2 separate regions of the Hordeum vulgare genome follow, and region 2 is linked to region 1. The links are chromatin contacts, called in public Hi-C maps. All regions are on one chromosome and are shown on one strand. The core of a region is the stretch at or near the end of the contact, and the rest is flanking DNA. Distances in the headings are between cores, read along the strand shown. Region 1 holds the start of LOC123446505 (putative pentatricopeptide repeat-containing protein At3g16710, mitochondrial). Region 2 has its middle 100 kb from the start of LOC123446505.

Region 1 (4,554 bases), core at 517-3,016:
GAAAAGCCCCGAAGAATTGCGGAGCACAATCGCTCACTATGGGACACCCAACTGCGCCGGTGATTCCCACGCCTCTTCCTTCTCCTGATCCCGCGCCAGCGCCTCCTTGACGTGACGCTTCAGCGACACAACGACGCCCCGCTTCACCGCAGCGGCGTACACTGCCATGGCGTCGGGCCATCTCCCCTGCCGGCTGAGCTCTTCGAGCAGCGCGTCGAACGCGTTCCGGCCGGGCACGAAGTCCTTCGCGATCACCACGGCCAGCACCCGGAGAGCGTCGTAAGTCCTGCTCCGGTCGCACAGCGCGCGCACCACGTCCGTGTACGCGCGCTTCCGCAGCGCGTACCCCTTGCGCACCATGTCGTCCAATATGGCCACGGCCGCGTCCACCTCGCCGCCGCGTGCCAGAGCCTGCGCCATCAGGCAGTACGTGTACGACACCGGCTCGTGCCCGGCGGCCACGACCTTGCCGAACACCTCCTTGGCTTCCCTCAGGACCGAGATGTCCGCCGCACACTGCCGGCATAGCCCCCGGGCCAGGGTGTCCAGCGCGCGGCTGTCCGCCTCGAACCCGGCGTGCTCCATGCGTTTGAACGTCTTCCACGCTGCAGAGACTTCGCCTGCTCGCAGCAGAGCCGGCAGCACAATGCTGAAGCTGATCTTGTCCGGCGGGCAATCGTCGTTGTCGCACATCTCCATAAGCAGGTCATACGCTTTCAGCAGGTTCCCCTCCTTGCAATGGCCATTGAGCAGCGCGTTGTAGGTGAAAATCGTGGGCGAGAGGCCCAACCGGATGGCATCTTCAAAGATGGCCATGGCGTCCTCCGTCCGCCCCACCTTGCAGAACCCGTCCAGCACAATGGTGAAAGTGTAGATGTCCGCCGTCTGCTTGGGCGAGTCCTTGAGCTTGTTGAGGAGGACCCGCGCCTCCTCGAGGCGGCCAACGTAGCAGAGCCCGCCGATGAGGCTGTTATACGTGCGGATGGTGGGCTCGCTCCCGACGGAACGCATGGTGTCGAACACCTCCATGGCCCTGGTGACGCGTCCACGTTTGCAGAGGCAGCCCACGACGGCAGAGAAGGCAGAAACGCTGGGGAGGTAACCGCGAGCTACCATCTCGTCAAGCGTCTCCTTTGCCTCGTCGGGCGCGCCCTTCCTGCAGAAGCACTGCACGGCGATGGCGAAAGAGTGGGCGTCTGGCGCAACCACGCCGTTGGGCTCGAGCGCCCTGAACAGCGCGACAGCGGAGTCGTAGTCCCCGCCCCTCGCGAGCGCGGAGATGATGTCGTTGTAGTCGGAGATGGTGAGCGCCGCATCGTCGCGCTGCAGGAGGTCGAGCACCTTCACCCGCTCCTCCATGGGGAGGCTCATGATCCGCCTCGCGCAGTCACGCGCCCGGAGCTGAGCCTGAGAGCTCCTCCTCCCGCCGCCACTGTCACCCAATTCCCCGGAGCCCGACTCCAGAACTTTGGCTGACGCGGGATGTTGTTCTTTGAGGAGGCTGCCGTTGCCGTTGGACTGGAGCGCGCCGAGGAGCTCCGCGTCGTGGTCGTCTTGCGGTGGTGCTCTACAGAGGCAAACGAACGGCACCGCGGTTCGAGGGGGCAAGGAGAGGACACCATGGCAGCTGGAGGACGGAGGGGAGAGCGGGAAGGAGGAGTGGTAGAGAGACGCCATGGCCGTGGGGGCGGGAGCGTGGCCGCGGGGGGTAAGATCGAGGAGATGGATGGGGTTTGAAGGTGAGAGGATGAGAGGCTCTCGTACAACGCAAGTGTAGCGTCCACGCGCGGAAGACAAGGACTCGTGCGGGCCGGGATTTTTTTCTTCGAAAAGGACCACTAGGTATTGTCAAAAAAGACCAAATGTTGTATATTTTGTAAGAAGAGACCTCACCTCTACGTGGCGGCAAGCGCACCAGATCACGCGTGACACTTGCCGCCACGGGACCAGACGGTTGGGCCTTGCCGCCACCAGGTGAGGCGGTCGGCCTGGGTTTTTGTCCCAGCCAGCCACGCGACGGAACGGGGCCGTGCAGGTGGGACCTGCCACCACCGCTCGAGGCGGCCGGTCAGGACGCTACGCCGCACTGATTCCCACGCGTCGAAAGTGACACACGCTGATTTGCAGGCATCGAAAGTGGCGCTAGACGGCTCCATTTTCTCGCCTAATTTTCATCTGTATCCGCGCCCTTTTTTCCTACTAAATTTTGCATGTTCGCGCCTTATTTTCCCGCCTTCACATCCGTTTGAGACTATAAAAGAAGGCACTGAAACACTCTTCGCCTTCATGACTTTATGTAGTTTTTGTATGATGATGCATCTTAATTTCAAAAATTTAATATATCTTATTTTATGCAAGCAATTATCAATTGAAAAAATGCGTCGAAATATATCGAGAACTTTTATTTCATCAAACTACATAGATGTATTGTACCTATATCTGAAAGTTTGAAACTGACATAGAGAGATACAATAGTTCGCACACATAGATAGACGAATCACCCTACGCGACGATGGCCAGCTGGCCTTTCCCGACGACCGGAAGGTGACAAGCGATTAGGGGGTCTGTGTTCACGTAGACCACGGTCGTACTGTCCCTACTGTTCATGTGTCTGCGACTCATGCATAGGTGGTGGACTCTGCAATTCATATTGTGATGATGACTCGAAATTATAGGTGTATGGCTGTGACTCAGAAGGGATATAAGATGGGCCAATAACGTCCTTCTCGAAAAACTCATTTAGCATTCCTCGGAGCCCGCATTGAGTATCATGCGTTTCTGTGAGTATTTCTTTGTGTACGGCACACTCGGTTTCTTCGTGTTCCCATGATGCATCATGAATTCCTGCACAGAAAAAATGTACGTAAATAAAAGTCATGTAAATGTTGTACACCTGTAATTGCTTATTATACTCGTACATACCTGACCGTTGTTGTAGCTTTGTGATCCCTCACATGTAGTGTGTTGGTTTGTCTGAGACAAACGAGTCTCCTCGGGCATTCCGATCCTTCGCGTGGAGGCATATGGCTGAGATCCGTCACCTTGGGTGTATGCGCCATATCCTGTATATGCATCCTGGTCCATGAAATGAGTCTCCTCGAGCATCGAACCCAAGCCTGGAACATGTACCTGGGATGACTGCCCGTGTAGTGGCAGAGACGAGTCATGTCGTGAAACTGTCGCTTTAGTACTAGGACCCTCTCCCCACCGCCTAGACGACGACGTGGCCGCACACGTTCTATCTGACCTCGGTTCCGGAATGTTGTACGCTTCAGTGGCAACTTCGTTCTCTGTACCGCATCTCATAATCTAGTGGTGACAAATTCGCCAATTCTTTTGTAGACAGACGCCGCTTGAGTACCAATTCCTCGAGCTCGCATTCCTTCCCTCGCCGTCGTCCCTACTTCATTGCAAATATCAATCTGAAAAAAATTGGTTGTTGGTTGCTTGAATTGTTCATGAAATGATGGACCTGAATAGCAAGATGTTGATGATTACCGTGGAGTCACGATAGTAAGCTGATGATGTGTCTATCCGTGTCTGCAAATGTTCCATATGTGTGGGATGTGTTGGCCTCGTAGGTGGTTGACACGTTAGTCTAGTACGCTTGCTCATGTGATAGCAATTGTGGTACGCTTGTGTCATAGTTGCATCATAAGGTCTGCGTAAATAAATAATTACATTACCTTCTCTATTTTATATGTACATAATTAAATTACCCTAAGTAAAATTACCTTTGCTGATGCACTAAATTTTGCAGAGCTTCATTATTCCATTGGTTTATCCATTGAATGTTTTCTGCATTCCAATCGATACCAGATCTGCCCATATTGCTCATCCTGAAATTTAGATAATAAAAAGTAAATTTTATGAATTAAAAAGACATTAACTATTTAGGCACGTAACATCTTACTTACTTATGAGTTTCTTCGTCGATACATATTGGAACCGATGGTGGAATATCTTGATGTAGACCGAACTGTCTCATGACACGGCCAGGATTGTACGGTTCCACAAACCACAGATATAATAAATTGCGGCGAGTCATCAAGAAGGGACTATCTCTCACGCATTCCACTCGGTTAAGTTGCGAACCAAATACCATTTCAATGTCTACCTCAATCCACAGGTTCCATGTGATTAGTGAGTCGTCAAGAAGCTCAAACTGATCAGGGTATGTGGGGTAACAATCTTTCGCAATTTTAGTAGACCATTTTTTCCAACCGAGCGTCCACCGGCTGGACATAGTTACAACGCCCGCACGATAATCGTACGGGGTTCCCGGACCTACTATCTGGGTCGTCCTACAAGTAAGTATTTTCGTGACCACAATTGTAGAAACTCGTACGAGATACAAAGTAGTGGAGCTTTAGCTGCGAATGAAGTTTTTTGAGTGGCATCACACAACCCTCCGTATGTGTGAGAAAGGATAGCAGAACCAAACCTATATGGTGGATCCACGTCAAATGGTTCGTCCACTATCTTTGCGGCAAAGTAGATGAGATCGGGCAAAACTACCTCCCCGTGAGAATTGGGAAAAATCACTGTCGGGAC
Region 2 (4,249 bases), core at 415-2,914, 100 kb after region 1:
TCAATAAAACAGTTGTGTTTTTTTCAGAACGAAAAAGAAACCATTAAAAAATAAAACAAGAAAACGAGAACCTCACGCTAGTATAATTAGCTATGTCTCTCGAGCAACAAATGACTCGACGTAGTCTAGGCACGTGTGAGAAAGGTCGACATGTAGCGCCTTGAGACACTTACTATGTAAATCTAGCACCTTCGATAGTATCCGCACAATATCAATCATATGTCACCCACCAAACACAATGTTTCCGTTAAAACACACATGTTATGCAGGTGGAATGGTAAGTATGACGACACAATTCATGAAAGAATCTAATCCGACATCAGTTGTTGATGGTCGGTGATTCTCTGTAATGGAGGTTGAGGTGTTGGAACGTTAAAAATGTCAAAATGCCGAAGGGTAGCGCACTGGCGGAGGGCTGGTCGGTGCAGCCATGGGGACGGCCTCGGGCTGCGGCAGGGACCACGTGTCGTGGCACTATAGCCCGAAGGGGCGATGTAGCGGCGGCTCGCGGGTCACAGGGACTGCGTGTCATGACACTACGACCCGAAGGGGCTACATAGCGGTAGCGCGCGAGTTGGTGCAGCCACGGGGAAAACCATGGGACGGTGGTGATGCGGCCCAACGGGATGACGTAGCGGCAACTCGTTGCTTGATCAGTGGAGGGGCGCGCTGTTCTCGGGACAGCCTTCATGAAATCTACGAAGGCGCGCGTAACCCATGGGCCAGATCGATCGCAGTGCAAAAATGAGACGTATCACATGCGGGTGGGTTATCAATCTGATCATGCGCGAGGTCGGAGACGTCGCTCGATGAAGGCGGGGTGGCGGCAGAGTCTGAGATGAAGTCGACGACGACATGCATACGAGCCCAACGCGGCCAGAGCTGACAGCCGACCCGAGGTAGTCGGTGAGGCTGGCAGCCGGCATGCTCGACGCAGCCGGAGCCAGCAGCCGGCAAGGCCAACGCGACAGGAGTTGACAGCCGGCTGGGCAGATCGTACATGCGCGACGGAGGCTGGTGATGATGGAGAGGTCCCAGTTGGAGCGCGGGGGGGGGGGGGGGCAACATCTGACGCAAGGCGACGAGCGAGCAGACGCGCGGGGCGACTACTGTGAGGGACCGCCGCATTGTACGAGGCCGCCGGGTCGGAGAAAAGACCGGGTGGTCGCGTCGATGTCGGAATAGAGGCGCGGTGGTCGATGACGGCGACGGACAACGCAAACCTCTCTTAGATTGAGAAACCAAAAAGAAACGTCGATTAAAGGGACCGACAAAACAGAGAAAAGCCCTGAGTAAGGGCTCGGGAAAAGGTCTTTCTAGGGCAGCCGAGCAACACGACCGACGGAAAAACCCTAGGTACGGCCGACGCGGTCCCGAGTGACGGTCATGGAGGCGGATCGGTCTAGAGGCGGCACGGAGCAGAAGCGGCTGCGGCACATAGTCAGATGGATTCGCTGTTCAAAAATCGACCGATTAATCCCTACTCGGGGTGTGACCGCTAAGAAAAGGCCATATCGTCAGCATTAATCTTTTAGGCCGATTTATCGGTATGACAACCGATTTATCGCGAAATTTCCGATTAATCGATATGGGCCCGTGTGTACAGAAATCTGAAAATGGGCCTCGCTTCCCCCTCAAAGCACCAAATATTGCCGCTCGGTAGGCCGATAGGGTTTGCCAGATTCTATCCACACTACACAGTTCGTCCATAACGCCGCAATTCCCCATCCACACTTCCCCCTTCATGTTCCCGATCCACACCGCCGCCGCCACCCTGCTTGCCTCCAGTGGTCGGGGCTAGCCTAGTCGCCGCCTCCTCTTCACAGTCGGAGCTGCCCCACCTCTTCCCCAACAGCCCAGTCGCCGCCTCCCTTTCCATCTCGCGGCTACATCGCCATCTCGCCGGCTCCTTTCCCATCTTCGCGACCACCAGTCTCGTCGAAGCCACTCGCCGGCTCCGTGGAGCATCTCGCCGCCGCCACCACCACTCTTCCGTGACCACCACTTTCGCCCTTCCTCCTCCAGCAGCAGTGAACCGGGGCACCTTCCTGACGGTCGATGACCCGACCATCTCGCCACCGCGAGCACCGCATGCAGCAACACACCATCCCCGACCACACCGTCCTCCAGTAGCAAGCAGGCCAAAGGTTGGACCTGCTTCCATCCGTGCTTCTTTAGTGTAATTCAGGGTTGCCAGCGCATTTTTTGTTTTTTACCGTTTTAGATTCTTTGATAATTTGATGCACTATTGATTTCATGAATAGGTGTTGGTATTGACTGGTATTGTAGATTTGTAGATGATGGTAGTAGATTTTTAGATGCTGGTAATGCATTCAATTTTCTATAAATGTAGGGGATTGGTGGGCAACTTATGGACTACAAACTCCTACATTGATGCACATGGCCATGAGGATACTCAATTTGACCACAAGTTCATCCGATGTGAAAGAAATTGGAGTGTTTTTGAACAACTAATTCTCAACTTGCAAATACTCAAATCCACTACTGCTCAAATCTGATCCTTACTTTGTTTTTGACAATATGTGAATATCTAAGCTTCACTTTGCAATTTGTAGGTAGATGCAAAGAGAAGAAATAAACTAGATGTGCGTCGTAGGGACGATTTAGTTTATGTTCAATTCAATGGAAGAATGCTAGACAAGAGAAAGAAGTAGTCATCATCTTGTTATGTCCTCCTTGGTGAAGATGCTTCCACAGCCCAAGATTGGATATGCGAAGATGCTTACGTTGATGATGAGATGGAGGAAACCGAAGATGACAATGCAATGGAGCCTCGTAGAAGTCTAAGGGTGAGAGAACTACATGAAGTGGAAGAGTTCGTTTCCGATGATGAAATTGACGATGTGCCTATCAATGAGGATGAGATAGAGTTCGAGTCTGATGATGACGGGGTTGGGATAGAAGAAACCAATGACAATGGTTTGTAATTGTCTACTTATCTATAGTATTGTCCTATACTCCTATTTAAAAAAATTAAAGGCATGTTGTTTAACAGTTTCAGTGAAGATTTTTTCTATTTTTATCTTATCAGTGCCTCAAACCTATGACTTATAAAAAAACTGACCGATTAATAGTCCACCGATAAAATTGATTAATCATCCGATTTTTCGATTAATCTCTAATCTTCAACCGACCGAGACGATAAGCGATATCCCAAACAGTGGATCGGTTAAAATGATATCACGTTAGAAAGGAGAAAGGGAGAGAGATTTGGGAAATAGTTGGATTGTATTGCTTTACATGATCAATTAAAAGCAGAAGACAAACTAGAATAATTTTTAATCTATCTTATATTTTCTAATTAATACGATACTAAACAGATCTCAATGTTATTGCTCGTGCTTATGAAATTGCTTCTTCGACGAATCGACGTGCATTTCAAATTATTCTAACATTGTGCGCAAGTCAAAACCGGAAATAATAAGTCGCAAGAAAGAACCGGAATAAAGAGAAGGGCTACTGCCCACGGCCCCATTGTTCACCACTGGTTGATACGATTGTTCGAGACAGTAGCCATACATTGCACAAGTAGCAGTGTGTGTCCTCGAAAAGGCAGCGCGTCCCGTCATCCCATCCGCAGCAGTCTGTTCCCTCGCCGGCCGCGCCTACGCACCAACAACCCTCCTCCCACTTTGAAAAGTATCTGGCCATGCGCACCCAACCGAGCTGCTTTTCCTTGTTTCTGTTGCTTAGCACTTTGTAATCATGAACCACGTCCCTTTGTTTTGGTCCACCAACACTCAGGCTATTTTTGGTTCACAGGATAGGAATTACATAGAAATAGAAAAGGTATAGGAAATGAGATGCATGCATCCTGAATCGTGTGAATGCTCAGACCATAAGAGTATATTATAACACTAATCTTTCAAAAATTGAAGACCAAACATTCAATTGAGGTGTTCAATTGACATTATGACACATTTTGATCTGGTCGACAATTTGTAAAAGCTCTCTCATTTAATTATTACATATATATATATATATATATATATATATATATATATATATATATATATATATATATATATATATATATATATATATATATATATATATATAACATTATACGCCTTAGCTTTAAAGAGTCCACATTCAATTGAGGTCTTCAAGACACTAATTAAAATTGGGTCATCCGATTTTTATCGGGTCAATAATTTCTCAAAACTCACTTGTTCAATTCTTTAGACAAATATACTATGCTTCCTAATGGGTTTGATTTACAATTTTG

Evidence for each region. A called contact is a pair of places that touch in the nucleus more often than the background predicts.
Region 2: a contact with region 1 is called in a Hi-C map of leaf, with 2.6 times the contacts expected there. The contact joins the enhancer-like site here to the promoter of LOC123446505 in region 1. A contact is called at or near these places in 2 of 6 Hi-C or Micro-C datasets (leaf and seedling).

What each region holds. Positions count from the first base shown.
Region 1 is chr4H:392,623,675-392,628,228 of MorexV3_pseudomolecules_assembly, forward strand. It overlaps LOC123446505 (putative pentatricopeptide repeat-containing protein At3g16710, mitochondrial), which reads right to left and starts at 1,767. Exons shown (of 1, transcript XM_045123082.1): 1 at 1-1,767. The coding sequence starts at 1,677. The coding sequence ends at 37.
Region 2 is chr4H:392,723,942-392,728,190 of MorexV3_pseudomolecules_assembly, forward strand. No RefSeq gene overlaps it. Among protein-coding and RNA genes, the nearest start is that of LOC123446505, 100 kb to the left of the region's middle. Within about 2 kb of position 1,665, at least 2 of the 3 cell types and tissues checked have open chromatin away from gene starts, as enhancers often do. A contact at or near this core is called in leaf, where this site is marked.